Linked DNA regions of Mus musculus: all the other regions are linked to region 3. The links are chromatin contacts, called in public HiChIP or PLAC-seq maps. All regions are on one chromosome and are shown on one strand. Each heading gives the region's core, a stretch centred on a gene start, on an enhancer-like site or on the middle of the called end of the contact. The rest is flanking DNA. Distances are from core to core; before and after follow the strand shown.

Region 1 (4,262 bases), core at 1,399-3,898, 770 kb before region 3:
CATGTGGCTGCCTGCTGTGAGACTGTTCTCCATGCTGGCATATCTTCTCTATTTCTCCTTTCTTTTGTACCTTGTTGATACTTCCTAAATTTCTAATAAATTTCTTTTATTAAAAAGAAAATGTGGTACATTTACACAATGGAGTAGTACTCAGCTATTAAAAACAATGAATTTATGAAATTCTTGGGCAAATGGATGTATCTGGAGGATATCATCCATAGTGAGGTAACCCAATCACAAAAGAAGTCACTTGATATGCACTCACTGATAAGTGGCTATTAGCCCAGAAACTTAGAATACCCAAGATACAATTTGCAAAACACAAGTAAATCGAGAAGAACGAAGACCAAAGTGTGGATACTTCATTCCTTCTTAGAATAGGGAACAAAACACCCATGGAAGGAGTTACAGAGACAAAGTTTGGAGCTAAGATGCAAGGATGGACCATCTAGAGACTACATCACCCAGGGATCCATCCTATAATCAGGCACCAAACCCAGGCACTATTGCATATGCCAGCAAGATTTTGCTGAAAGGACCCTGATATAGCTGTCTCGAGTGAGGCTAGGCCAGTGCCTGGCAAATACAGAAGTGGATGCTCACAGTCATCTATAGGATGGAACACAGGACCCCCAATGGAGGAGATAGAGAAAGTATCCAAGGAGCTGAAGGGGTCTGCAACCCTATAGGTGGAACAACAATATGATCTAACCTGTACCCCAGGAGCTCATGTCTCCAGCTGCATATGGAGCATGCCAGCAGAAGATGGCCTAGTCAGCCTTCATTGGGAAGAAAGGCCCCTTGGTCTTTCAAACTTTATATGCCCCAGTACAGAGGAATGCCAGGGCCAAGAAGTGGGAGTGGGTGGGTAAGGGAGCAGGGCGGGGGGAGCTTATAGGGAACTTTAGGGATAGCATTTGAAATGTAAATAAAGAAAATATCTAAATAAAAAATAAAAATAAAATGAGACTCTAAAAATAATAATAATTTTAAAAAGTCAAAGACAAGTTTCCTCAATTTCATATGTTGTCTCCTCCATGACTCAGCCAAATTTCTGATGACTCTTATTTTCTGCCTTTAATTCTTTAATTGGTGGAGAAAATGAAGCTGATCCTTCACTCACTTAATTCTTCTACCTTCTCTCTCTTCCTTGAGATCTGTTACTTCTACATAGCCCATATTACTGGTCTTGAACTTCTGACGAGTCTGCCCAATTCTCTTGAGAGCTGAATATCTGCCAGATTCTTAACCCATGTATTAAAGTTATGGGGTTTTAAATATTTCCATAAATTCAATTATTTTTTACAAAATATATGGTTGTTGAAGTTTGTGTTTGTTTCTTGCAGAAATCATTTTCACTGTTCTCTAACAAGTTCAGCATTCCCACTTAGAAATATGAGGTATTCACATGTTAAGTTTATTAAGGGTTAGCATCAATTTAACAGACATCCAAATGGTGAAACAAGTCTAGTACGGGGAAGAAGGCCTAATTTTGTAAGGAAGGTCTGGCACCATTATCTTGGAATCAATTAGAGTACTCACACAACCCTTCAGAATCCAAGTCATAGAGTAAATTAATTCTGTAATCAAAGACACATATAATTGTCTCCCATACACACACCACACATACACACACACACACACACACACACACACGAGAGAGAGAGAGAGAGAGAGAGAGAGAGAGAGAGAGAGAGAGAGAGAGAGAATTTTCCATTCTTCTTTTATTTGCTCCTGTTACACATTAATGTATGTGGTGGTATGTATTCTTATCCTAAATAATATATATGGGGCTCAGAAATATTTATGGGGCTTAATAGTTTCAAAAGCTACATCAAGAAAAGAGTCAGATACAATTTTCACTAAAATGGACTTTAAATCATATTAGTTAATTATACAATTGGATGATATTTATGGAGGATAGTGTTTTGTGCTTGGTATAGACTTAGAAACAATTTGTTCAAATTTCCAAGAATTTCCTTCTACACTAAGGATTATAGCATCCAATAAATAGCACTTTGCATTCAAAATCAGGGTTCTAAACTGTTTGCAAAATGATAAAAAGAAAATAGATAAAAAACAAAATACCATATTGATTACCCACGGAATTGATGTTGTGGGATAAGAAATGATCTTCCTGATAACAAATTACATGATTCCTGAATGTTTTCTTAGCTGTACTCTCATCATCCAAAATGTTGTCAATCTTCTCAATGATTTACTTTGTTTATAAAATTATAGCATTTAAAGATATGACAGTATACACCAAAGTGGTGCTATCTCAGATAAAGGGTGGGGAAAAGTGACTGGTGTGGACTGCTTTTTCCCCAAGCTAAATAATAAAAATAACCCTTTCTTCCTTCCTGAGGAGAAGCCAAGGGTGTTAAAAGAAAATCGGACTTCTGTATATGGAAGAAAATGTCATGTGAGGCTCATAAGCAATGGTCGACTATTAGGAGTGTTCTGAGGCACTCTGGGAGTATTTGTTAGACTATACTGGGGTGAGGTTACCAGCACAGCTGTAGATCCTTTCTATGTCTTCTCTCAGCATATTATTTAACAAATATTTGTGGACACAGAACCAGCAGGAAGCAACTCTAACCCCAGAGCAGCTGAGCTAACTACAATCACCAAGTACAACCAGCCCTCTTGGGATTTGCCAGATTCGAGAGAGCAGCTGCTGTGCTATTCTAATACAGGGGGAAGAACATGAGTTCAAGGGAAAATCAAAGTTTTCTTTTTCTTTTTTTTTTTTTCTTTTTTCTAATTCCTCAGGGAGGACTCAAAGCTAACATCTTCCACAACTTGAAGAGGAAGGAAAATTGAGTCTGTCAAACATATTAAAAAATAGTGGATCTGTGACGTTCTTAAAAACACCTTACTGATATTTGAAATATTTGTCATATTCCATGTAAACTTTTCACCTGAGCACCATGTCTGTTCTTGCAAACTATTTTTGCTGTTTTTCCTTAGTAACTGTAGTAAGCAAATTTTCATTTTTCTTATAGCCTCAAAAATCTATGAATTCTAGGCTTGTAGATGGTGATCATGTGTCCCTGGGGACAGATATTTCCTATGTTTATACCATTATTATACTGTTCTTTCTGCTTTCACAGGAAGTCATATAAACATCATTAAGTCTATTTTATGAAATACTATCTTTATAAATGCAGGATTTATTTGACTAGGCTCCTATGACTATTTGATCACCTTTTTTGGTGTAAGCACAGTGTCATTTGCAAGTGGATTTTGTTCTACATTGAAATTGACATACAGTATAAAGTTTAAGCAGAATGATAGAGACATCTCCCTTCAGAAATGAATACAAAATGCTCAGAAACCTGCAGAGACCACCCCTACATATTTTTGTTGTTGTTTCTAACTTCTAAAACCTGTAGGGGTCATGTTAAATATGTAATTCTTCAGCCATGCCTTAAATAATGTAAAATCTTAAATAAGAGAGAAAGGTCATACACAAAGTATGTAAAGATTACTGTGAAAATTTCAGCCAAGATGTCTATGATTAAAAACAGTGCTGGTGTGAGGGTCATCTGCATAAACCAAGCAAGATATGCACAGGAATTAAGACATATACAGGTATTTTTTAGATTAGTCCTATTTTCAAGCCATCCCCAGGCTAGCGTCTTTTAAAGGATTAGTCTAGAAAACGTTTCTGACCTCAGAAAGCCTAGTGAAAGGGCAAAATCATGAAAATGACTAAAGCTAAAATATCCACTACTGGTTGCATTACAAAAGAAGAACAGTAACTTTAAGAAGAGGTATTTTATTTGGTAGATAATAATAAAATATAGTAGAGATGATAATTACAAATTACTATTTTGATCACAGTAGGTCCTCAGTTCACAAACTTTAATTACCTTTTAAGTTTATAATTCCTATACAAATTTTTGTAAATCAAAATACAAAATAATATAAAATTCTGCTGCAAGCCATGCTTTGGAAGAGGGAAATAAACTACTATTTTATCTAACACATGCTATTATTAGTTTTCTGATTGATTTTTGATAAAGTAACAGTAACAGCAAAGTTGAGAAGTAGCCTTTGTTATAAGAATAACATAAAAGTAACCTACTAGAAAGACCACAATGGAAAATTGCCCCCCTCAAAAGAGTTAAAGTGAACAAAATCAGGAGAGTCTCTTTCATTCTAATATTGAAACTGTATTTGAAGGGCAGGATTTCTCAGTACTTTTCTGGACCAGATTTATGAGGGTCGTGAATTACATTAAACAGGTCGATCAT
Region 2 (4,378 bases), core at 849-3,348, 640 kb after region 3:
GGAGGGGGCGGGGCAGAAAAGTAGACACCAGCAGGAACCTTGAGGCCTGCTGAAACATGAGTGTCATGTCCTGGAGAAACTTCATAAGGGAGGGATAAAGACACTTCCTGTTAAAAGGAGGAAGACTGGCCAGAGGGATGGTTTAAGAAGCTAAATAAATAAATAAAATCTTAGTGATTATAAAATTCCTTTAAAAATCATTCTAGGAGCCGGGCATGGTGGCGCACACCTTTTATCCCAGCACTCAGGAGGCAGAGGCAGGCAGATTTCTGAATTCGAGGCCAGCCTGGTCTACAAAGTGAGTTCCAGGACAGCCAGGGCTAGACAGAGAAACCCTGTCTCGAAAAACAATAAATAAATAAATAAATAAATAAATAATCACTCTAGGGCTGGAGAGATGGCTCAGCGGTTAAGAGCACTGACTGCTCTTCCAGAGGTCCTTAGTTCAATTCCCAGCAACCACATGGTGACTCACAACCATCTGTAATGAGATCTGACACCCTCTTCTGGTGTGTCTGAAGACAGCTACAGTGTACTTACATATAATAAATAAATCTTTAAAAAAAAAAAAACAAACAAGAGAAAGAATGGGAGTGGAGCTGGGGTGGGGGAGGGGAGAAGATGGGAAGAAGCTGGAGGAGGGGAAATTGGGACCAGAAGATAACATATGAAAATGAGGATTTCAACAAAGAAAGAGAGAGACTGTAAAACAAACAAACAGACAGACCAGAACCATAGCCTCTGTCATGAGAAAAAGTACTGTTCTACAAATACAGTAGAGTTCGCCCCAGACTTCAAGCAGTTAAGTGATGTATATTTTTCATATTTATTATGTTTACATTTGGGAGGAGAAAGACTACAGGAATAAGAAGATTAAAAAGAAACACTGAATAAATAACCAAAATTTGATGGTTCTGTTACTGTTACAGCCACTCATTTCAATCCCCAATATATACTTCACTTCATAGCTTTCATTTCTCCCACTCTGGGGACTGAACCCAGGCCCTCGTACACTGGAGGCAAGTATTCTAAGCTCTTTTGTATGAATGCTTAAGAAAAATAAAAGGGTCAAGAAAAGGCCCCAGGTAAAGGCACTTGCTGGCAAGCCTCACTACCTGAATTCAACCACCTGGACCCACGTGATGCAGTAAGATACCAATTCCCACGAGGTGTTGTCCAATCTCCACACTCACGCCCTGGCTCGTGCCTAACCACCATCCACTACATACACTAAATACATAAATCTGATGAATACACAGAGCCTAGAAACTGGTCTAAAATGGAATTTTAAAGAAAAACAAAACTAGGAAAATAAAAGTTCCTCTTTAGAAAAATCCGGATACAGGTGTTCAGAGTAGCATTATCTTCAACAGCCTGAGGGGGAAACAAATCAAATGTTTACCAACTGGTGACAGTATGAAATATTATAAGTCCACAATATGGAATGTTTTTTGACAAGAAGAAAGTAGTTAAAAGTGTGCTATAAAATGGATAAACCTTGACATTTTAATACATGAAAAAAAAGCTACAAAAAAAAATCACCTATTACCTGGCTCTATTTATATAGAGTCCAGAGGGGGTACATTTAGAGAGATGGAAGTAGACTTGTGTTTGGACACATCTGGAAGGACAGGTGATAAGGAGTGACTATCATTGACTAGGGATTGACTGGGAATGGTGGAATGTGTTAAACTTAGATTATATGAGGACCACAAAATTCTGCCAATATTCACTTGAGTCCTTCAACTGCCAAATGTTATTGTACACAAAAATTATATTTCGGTAAGGATCATTTAAGGGAAGCTGGTTGTATTAACTTGTTAAAACAAACAAGCAAACAAACAAAAACGAGTCGAGCTTCTAGATCTAACTAAAATTGAACACAGCCCGAATGGGATTAGACTGTTAACCCAGTGTGAGCCTCTAGAAAGTTGAGGGCCAGGTAAAAACCACCCACGTATGCAAGCCTGAGACTGGGAAACATGTGACTAGGCAGATCGTGTTCAATAACAAAAACAATCACTACAAGTTAAAGACGACCCCAGAAGGACAAATCTAGAAACCAAAAACTCCCACCCAGCTTCCTGTGAAATCGGCAGCCCCGAGCGCGTTAGCAGCTGCGTGAACTATGACTCACTCGCTCACTGATCTCTCTGTGAGAACGCAGCTGCTGTTAAAGGAAGCAAAGAACAAACCAAAACAAAAACTACACAACAGGTTGGCTCCACATTCTCATTCCACAGAAAGAAGCATTCAAGCGCCAAAGGGTACAGTTTCTAGGGACAGAATGTCAGGTTAAGCAGCCTCAAAGTACCACAAGATCTCTAGTGACCTCTGGTGGTCAAAACTGAAACTGCTTGGTTCATGGTCCCTGAGACTACAATGTGATAATGGATGTGAATGAAGTTTGGTCTGTCTGTCTGTCTGTCTGTCTTGTTTGTTTGTTTGTATCTATTTTCTAGAATGCTGGAAGGTAGGGCAAAAGGAATCACAGAAAATGACTACAGTGAAATGTGCCTCCCCCTGATCGTCAGACAGCTACTGAGCAGCCTCTACGGGGCTGCGGAGATGCTCGGTGGTTAAGAGCACCTACAGCTCTTCCAGGAGCCTGAGTTCAGTTCTCAGCATCCACACTGTACAGCAGCTTACAAGCACCTGTGCTCCATCCCCGGGGGATCGGACATCCTCTTCAGGCCTCACAGGCACCCCCTCCATAGACACACACATATAAGAATAAGAAAGTATATCTTCTTTAAAAAGAATCTTCACAATTTTGGCCCTGAAGAGGATGGGAACTCCACAGGAAGACCAACAGTGTCAACTAACCTCGACCCTTGGGGCTCTCAGAGTCTGAACCACCAACCAGAGGACATTCATGGGCTGGACCTAAGCCTCCCCACACTTGTATGTCGCAGATGTGCAGCTTGTTCTTCATGTGGGTCCCGAACAACTGGAGCGGGTGCTGTCCCTAAAACTGTTGCCTGTACGTGGGGTGTGTTCTTCTCACTGGGCTGCCTTGTCTGGCCTCAATGGGAGAGGAAGCGCCTAGCCTCGCAAAGATTTGAAGTGCCAGAATAGGGGGCATGGGGGACACACCCACACAGAGGAGAAGGGAAAGGGGTAATTAGGAAAAGGGCAGTTTGAAAGCAATGATGAAAAGCATAATGAAAACCATAATGAAAGTGGCTAACCCCAACTGTCCGTGAAACATACCCAGAGTCTCCCTAAACAAACAATAGGAAATAAGCCACTTCCTGGAGTCCCCTCTGCAGGTGTGGCAGAGCTCCAGGTCTCTGTCCACTAGTTAAAGAGTGTCAGTCTGGGGACAAAGGACTACATCTCAGAAATGCCACTCTGTTAGGATTGTTGGCCGAAGACACCAGTGACTGCCCCAGACAGACTCAAGGGGACCTCTTTGGAGATGAATCCGGCAAAAATCATTCTCACAGAAGCTGCTACTACCCAGCTAGGTCCTCCAGTCAGGTCCAGGCACACTGAGGGGCTTTCTAGAATATTCTGGTTACACACACATCTTGAATACCTCCAGTTTCGCTGACAGGAGTCCATATCTAACACTCAGCTGGCTAATTAATAAATAAGCTACTGGCTGCTCTGACTGTCTCCTGAGTCTGATGTTGGCTCTGCTCACTGGAAAGTACCTGAGAGTAGCTGAAGCATAGCGACTTCACAATTAGAGGAAACTAATAACCTCTAGTGTTCCAGATCAGAACACTAGCTGCCCTGGCTGTGATTTCAACTTACCAATGTCACACTGTCTAAGCCAAAGGGCAGTGGAGGGATAGTCAACCTGGGGATACCTGTCTTGTCATAACCCTCAAGGCCACTAGTATTGTCCTTTCTTATGTTTTATCAGTCCCAACCCAGCATTTAATAATCATTTGTGAAATGTCTACCTATGTAGCAGACATTCATCTGGCATATATTGTCTGTCCGATAGCTCCAAAGAGAATTTAATGGAGCAAGAGAATAGAGCAAACACTGACAAGTGTTTGTAGAAATGGAGCAGCCTCCCCATGGTATGAGGCTGTGAACCTCCAAGGCTCTGCTTCAGCCCAGAGACAGAAGCAGGCGCTAGGAGAATCTGCATAAGCCTTAAAATAACAATTGCCTCCGTTTTTTACAGGGAAAAGAGAAAACTCCTTAAGGGTTATATAAACATTTTACCATATTTTGATGCCATTAAAAAATCAATAATTACACCTGAAAGACCCACAACGTGAGGACTCCCCCACGTTCTGACTCAGGAGAGGCGACACCCCAAAATCACCCACAAGAAACGGTCTTGCTGCAAATTGCAAGAGGATTTTTATTCAAGAGCGCTCTCGGGCCTACGGTCATACACCACGCAGGGGTAGAG
Region 3 (4,368 bases), core at 1,403-3,902:
CTTCATCAGATTCTACGGGCATCACTGACAATCAATAGACTTTTCAAAAAGATGTCACCTTTGGAGGTTGTACTCCCTAGGCTAACAGCATTTAAATTACTAGTGTTTACGATGTTCTTTGGAAAAGATCTTTGATCAAGAAGCAATAGTTAAAAGCATAACTTTGTTCTAGCACTAAGAGGCTGAGAACCCAGATATGGGAAAGAAAATATTCCTAGTGATAGCAACCCATCCCTACCAACACCCCCATCAATTTTCATTTAAATGTACACCTGTTGTTGTGTGATTTGAAAGGTGGCAGCCAGGGAACTCCCTATTGTGTTGATCTGTTTTTTTCTGGAGATACACTCTGATGTCATCTTTCATCATCTCAGTCAGTCTTTCCCCCTCCCCTGAGGAGCATCCTTCCCCATCAGGCTGTGAATAGGCACTCCCTGGGTCCTATACATCAAGGAGCACAAAGAAACTTCCCTTGCCTCTGCAGCCTCATCCTCATATGGTAGCTTCGCTTGATTCCTGAGAGTCCTTCAGTAAACTCACTGCTGTAAATGGCGAAATTATTGACTAGACTCTTTCTTAGTGACCGCTTACCAGAAGGAACTCCAGTGAGGGAGAATGAATACCCATAATGCCTGAGGGGAGAATAAGTCCCACCGCAGAACCAGGAGCTCTGAAGGGAAATGATGAATCCTTGAAAATGGGTCTTTCCATTTTGTAAGGGCACAGGTGTCTAGAACCTGCCTCAAGCCATCTTGACAGTTTTCTGAAGTTTTGAACTCTCAGCAGCATGAGGAGAAACCACACATTGAAAGTCCCAGGGTGTTTCTGCCTGCTTCACTCTGCCTGCCACAACAATGCCAGGATGTGTCTGCTCTTCCTCTCAAGTCAGACAGTTTGCCATTGGCCGAATTGTCAAAGTGGCCCCTTCAAACCCTCCCTTAGCCTTCAGACATCTCCAAGAAGTCCATCATCAGAATTCCCTACCAGATGCTTGAGTCTAGGGCAATGAATGCCTCTCCACACCTTCAGACCACTAGAGGAGCCATTTCTCGGCATGGAAAGGAAACACACATGGCATGGATATCAAAGGAGTGTCCTCACTCATCTGCCCACAGAGGCAACATGTTACATCAGATGAGAGGATAGGTACAGAGTCACACCTACCTTCCTAGAATGACTACTGCCGCAGTGTCTGCATTTATCATATTGTCCAGGCCACCGTTTCTTTGCCTGTGTAATGGGGACAATGTTGTTTGCAGTGTGGGGCTGTGAAAAGAATATATAGGAGCAGCTTAATAAATAAATAAATAAATAAATAAATAAATAAATAAATAAATGATGTAGTCTCCATGGTAGTTTCCTATTCCAATTGAGCATTTAAATTAACTACAGTCATTAATCCCAACAGAGAAAAAGGTTTATTTTGTATATAATTCTTACTTACATTCTATTTTATCTAAGCTCTAGGACAACTAACCCACGAACTTGCATCCCCCAAGACCCAGCAGTGGTTTCTGAAGCTCTGACTGCATATACAATTTTGGAAATGATTTCTAGGCAGAAAGGAAAATGGAGCCCTCTTCTTAGGAAATTAAAAGTGTGAGCTTGCCCTGAGAAATATTTACTTGGAGTGTTCAAATCAATTATTCTATGACTTTCTAACCATCGTCCAACTATTTACTCCATTAGAAACATCACACTAGGGGAGGGGGGCTAGCATGGACTTTTCTCAGTATATTGTAAGAAACCATCCTTAATGTTTTCAGGGATATTCTAGTCAAGCGGCCCCTGTAATGTGATTGCAAAGGACTTTCCCAAAATGGCCTAATTTATCCATGCAGCCAAAGAATGAAAATCTGGGCCTATAGCATAAGCCTCTAAGACTTTCTGAATACAAAAATCCATAGCTTGAACTCAAAGAAATAAAAAGACTCAGCACCAGGCTTCAAATTCCTGAGGTGGGAGTGTTGCACAGATCTCAGCATGCTGACACAGCAACCGGGCAGCTAAGCCAAGGAAAAGAGGCAAGGGGTGGGCATGGAAAAGACAAGAATAAAAGAAAGAGGGTTCCAGCTTCTTTCGTTTTTATAAAAGAATTTCTCAAAATTCTCGGCCTTGGGTGAAGAGTGGATCAAATGGTTACTTTTGAGAAACTTTTCCAATCCAGTATCATAATAGAGTTGGGCAAAATGATGTTGTTTGGGGCCCCCAATGGGAAATCATAAATTCTGGGTTATTAATGGTACTTTATGTACTGCTGGCTCTTAAAAACATTTTTCTGTTCTTGAGTCATGACGGAAGCTACAGCTTGAATTTAATTGTTCAATTTGCTTTTTTTTTTTTTTTTTCTTTCCTGGGTGAGCCAGCATTAGACTTGAGGAACTGAAAGTTTATACAGTTAGCAAGACTCCAGGGAACAGAGCTCAGCTGAGCTGAGCCAGTGAGCACAGCGCCAGAGATTATCTACCCTCCAGGAAAACGCAGATTCAGAAAGAAAGAGGGTGATTAGAAAGAATGGCAAAATGTCTCCATTAGGTTGGTGGGTCTGCCTTTCAAAATAAGAGAAACAAACCAAACAGAAAGCTTCCTCCTTGAAGTTCCTTAACTCCATTTTGATGCTCACTTTGGCTCACTGTTAGACAACTTACATTGTCCCTTAGCAGCTGTGCAAGATCCAGTGAGTCTTTAGGGAGGCTGCGGCCAAGAGTTGAGAGTTTAAGGGAGCAGAAAGGAGATCTCTGCTCACTAAATGATAGGCTGTGCGAATGCTGATGCTTTTTCAGCCTCTGTGCCTGTAAAGAAGATCTCTTAACTCCGGCTGTGGGCCTCACCCTTGTTTGTGTACCATGTTTTTGATGTTTTTACTTGAGCACATTTGAGTTAGACTTGAAGGAAACCAAACTTGTCATTTTCCCCAATCCACACAGAGACTGAAACAGAGTGAAATACAAGACATGGTGTGTCCTCTGTGTGTGTGTGTGTGTGTGTGTGTGTATGCATGTATCTCTCTGTGTATGCATGTGTGTCTGTGTATGTGTATGCATATGTGTATGTCTGTGTGTGTGTATATATGTGTGTGTTCAGGCATGTGTGTCTGTGTATGTGTGTGTATATGTGTGTGTCTGTGAGTGTGTGTGTATCTGTGTGTGTCTGTGTGCATATGTGTGTATCTCTGTATATGTGTGTGCATATTTGTATATGTGTATGCAGGCATGTGTGTGTGTCTGTGTGTATGTGTATGTGTGTGTGTTCATATGTGTGTGTGTGTGTGTGTATCTCTGTGTATGTCTGTGTGTGTGTCTGTATATGTGTGTGCATATGTGAATATGTGTGTATATGTGTGTGTGCAGGCATGTGTGTGTGTAGGCATGTGTGTGTGTATCTCTGTGTCTGTCTGTCTGTGTATGTGTGTGTGTGTCTATGTGTGTGTGCAGGCGTGTGTGTCTGTCTGTGTACATGTGTGTGTGACATGTTGAGCATCCTGAAATCTAATCTGGCCATTGAAAATCCCAGGCTGCTTTTTCTCAATTGTTAGATATTTTCCATCCAGATCTATAACAACGTCAGGTGCAAGTTTTGAGATTTACACAGACAGTGAACTAATATATTACAGGGATCTGAAAAAAAAAAGGACAAACAAAAATTACCTGAAGGGATACTGCACTATAGTCTCAACCCTTTCCTATATAGAGACACCGTGAGCTAGGGCTTCCTGCTCCTTTGGGCCCCAACTATAGATGGGCCCTGTCCTTCTGGGTTGAATTCCTCACTATTTTCCTGTGTCTGAATTTCCTGTAAATGATAAAACTGTAAAACAAAGAGTCATAACATCTGGACCTTCCTGCTTGGGACTTGATGAAGATAAATTGAGTACTAACAGGAAAAGACGGAAGAGCCCCCGTGACAGAGGCCAAGCTCATTCAAAAGGAAGAGCATTCATTTGACTGTGCTCGTGGCTTACTTAAAAACCAATGAAGAGGCAACGCGAAGGGCCCCTGAAGCCATCCCGGTACTCCCTGCTTTCTCTCAGCTCCAGCCTCAGCAGCCTAGAAGTAACTTGCCTCTAAAAACCAGTAAATCATTACTAAACATTGGTATTTTTATGGCACCTAAAAGTTTGGAATCCCCAGGACCACTCTGATAGAACCATAAAATTATTTTCATTGCTATTTCATAAATGTAGTTTTGCTACTATTGTGAATCATAATGTAAATCTCTGTCCTGCAGGATAGCTGATACAAGACTGCCAAAGGGCCAACCTCGACCCCCAGGCTGAGACCGGATGAATTCGCTGCTCTTTGTCCTACTTTAAAAGTTAAACACAAATGCAGGCCTCCTGTCTTCTGCTATCAGGGCTCACTGGGGTAG

What was found. HiChIP or PLAC-seq counts read pairs in DNA pulled down with a chosen protein or histone mark.
Region 1: a RAD21 HiChIP or PLAC-seq map of pro-B cells shows a contact between it and region 3, with 7 times the contacts expected there. The contact joins two enhancer-like sites. A contact is called at or near these places in 1 of 15 datasets of contacts at CTCF or cohesin (pro-B cells) and 1 of 115 datasets of contacts at active chromatin or transcription factors (large pre-B cells).
Region 2: an H3K4me3 HiChIP or PLAC-seq map of bone marrow-derived macrophages shows a contact between it and region 3, with 6 times the contacts expected there. The contact joins two enhancer-like sites. A contact is called at or near these places in 1 of 115 datasets of contacts at active chromatin or transcription factors (bone marrow-derived macrophages) and 1 of 9 other capture datasets (adipose tissue).

The regions. Positions count from the first base shown.
Region 1 is chr10:16,787,288-16,791,549 of GRCm38.p6, forward strand. No RefSeq gene overlaps it. Among named protein-coding and RNA genes, the nearest start is that of Gm20125, 310 kb to the right of the region's middle. Within about 2 kb of position 2,649, at least 18 of the 459 cell types and tissues checked have an H3K27ac peak or open chromatin away from gene starts, as enhancers often do. A contact at or near this core is called in pro-B cells, where this site is marked.
Region 2 is chr10:18,195,168-18,199,545 of GRCm38.p6, forward strand. All of the region lies in intron 3 of Ect2l (epithelial cell transforming sequence 2 oncogene-like), which reads right to left. Among named protein-coding and RNA genes, the nearest start is that of Ect2l, 13 kb to the right of the region's middle. Within about 2 kb of position 2,099, at least 87 of the 459 cell types and tissues checked have an H3K27ac peak or open chromatin away from gene starts, as enhancers often do. A contact at or near this core is called in adipose tissue and bone marrow-derived macrophages, where this site is marked.
Region 3 is chr10:17,557,784-17,562,151 of GRCm38.p6, forward strand. The region is part of intron 3 of Gm32543 (a long non-coding RNA gene); the gene reads right to left. Among named protein-coding and RNA genes, the nearest start is that of Gm32656, 100 kb to the right of the region's middle. Within about 2 kb of position 2,653, at least 69 of the 459 cell types and tissues checked have an H3K27ac peak or open chromatin away from gene starts, as enhancers often do. A contact at or near this core is called in adipose tissue, bone marrow-derived macrophages and pro-B cells, where this site is marked.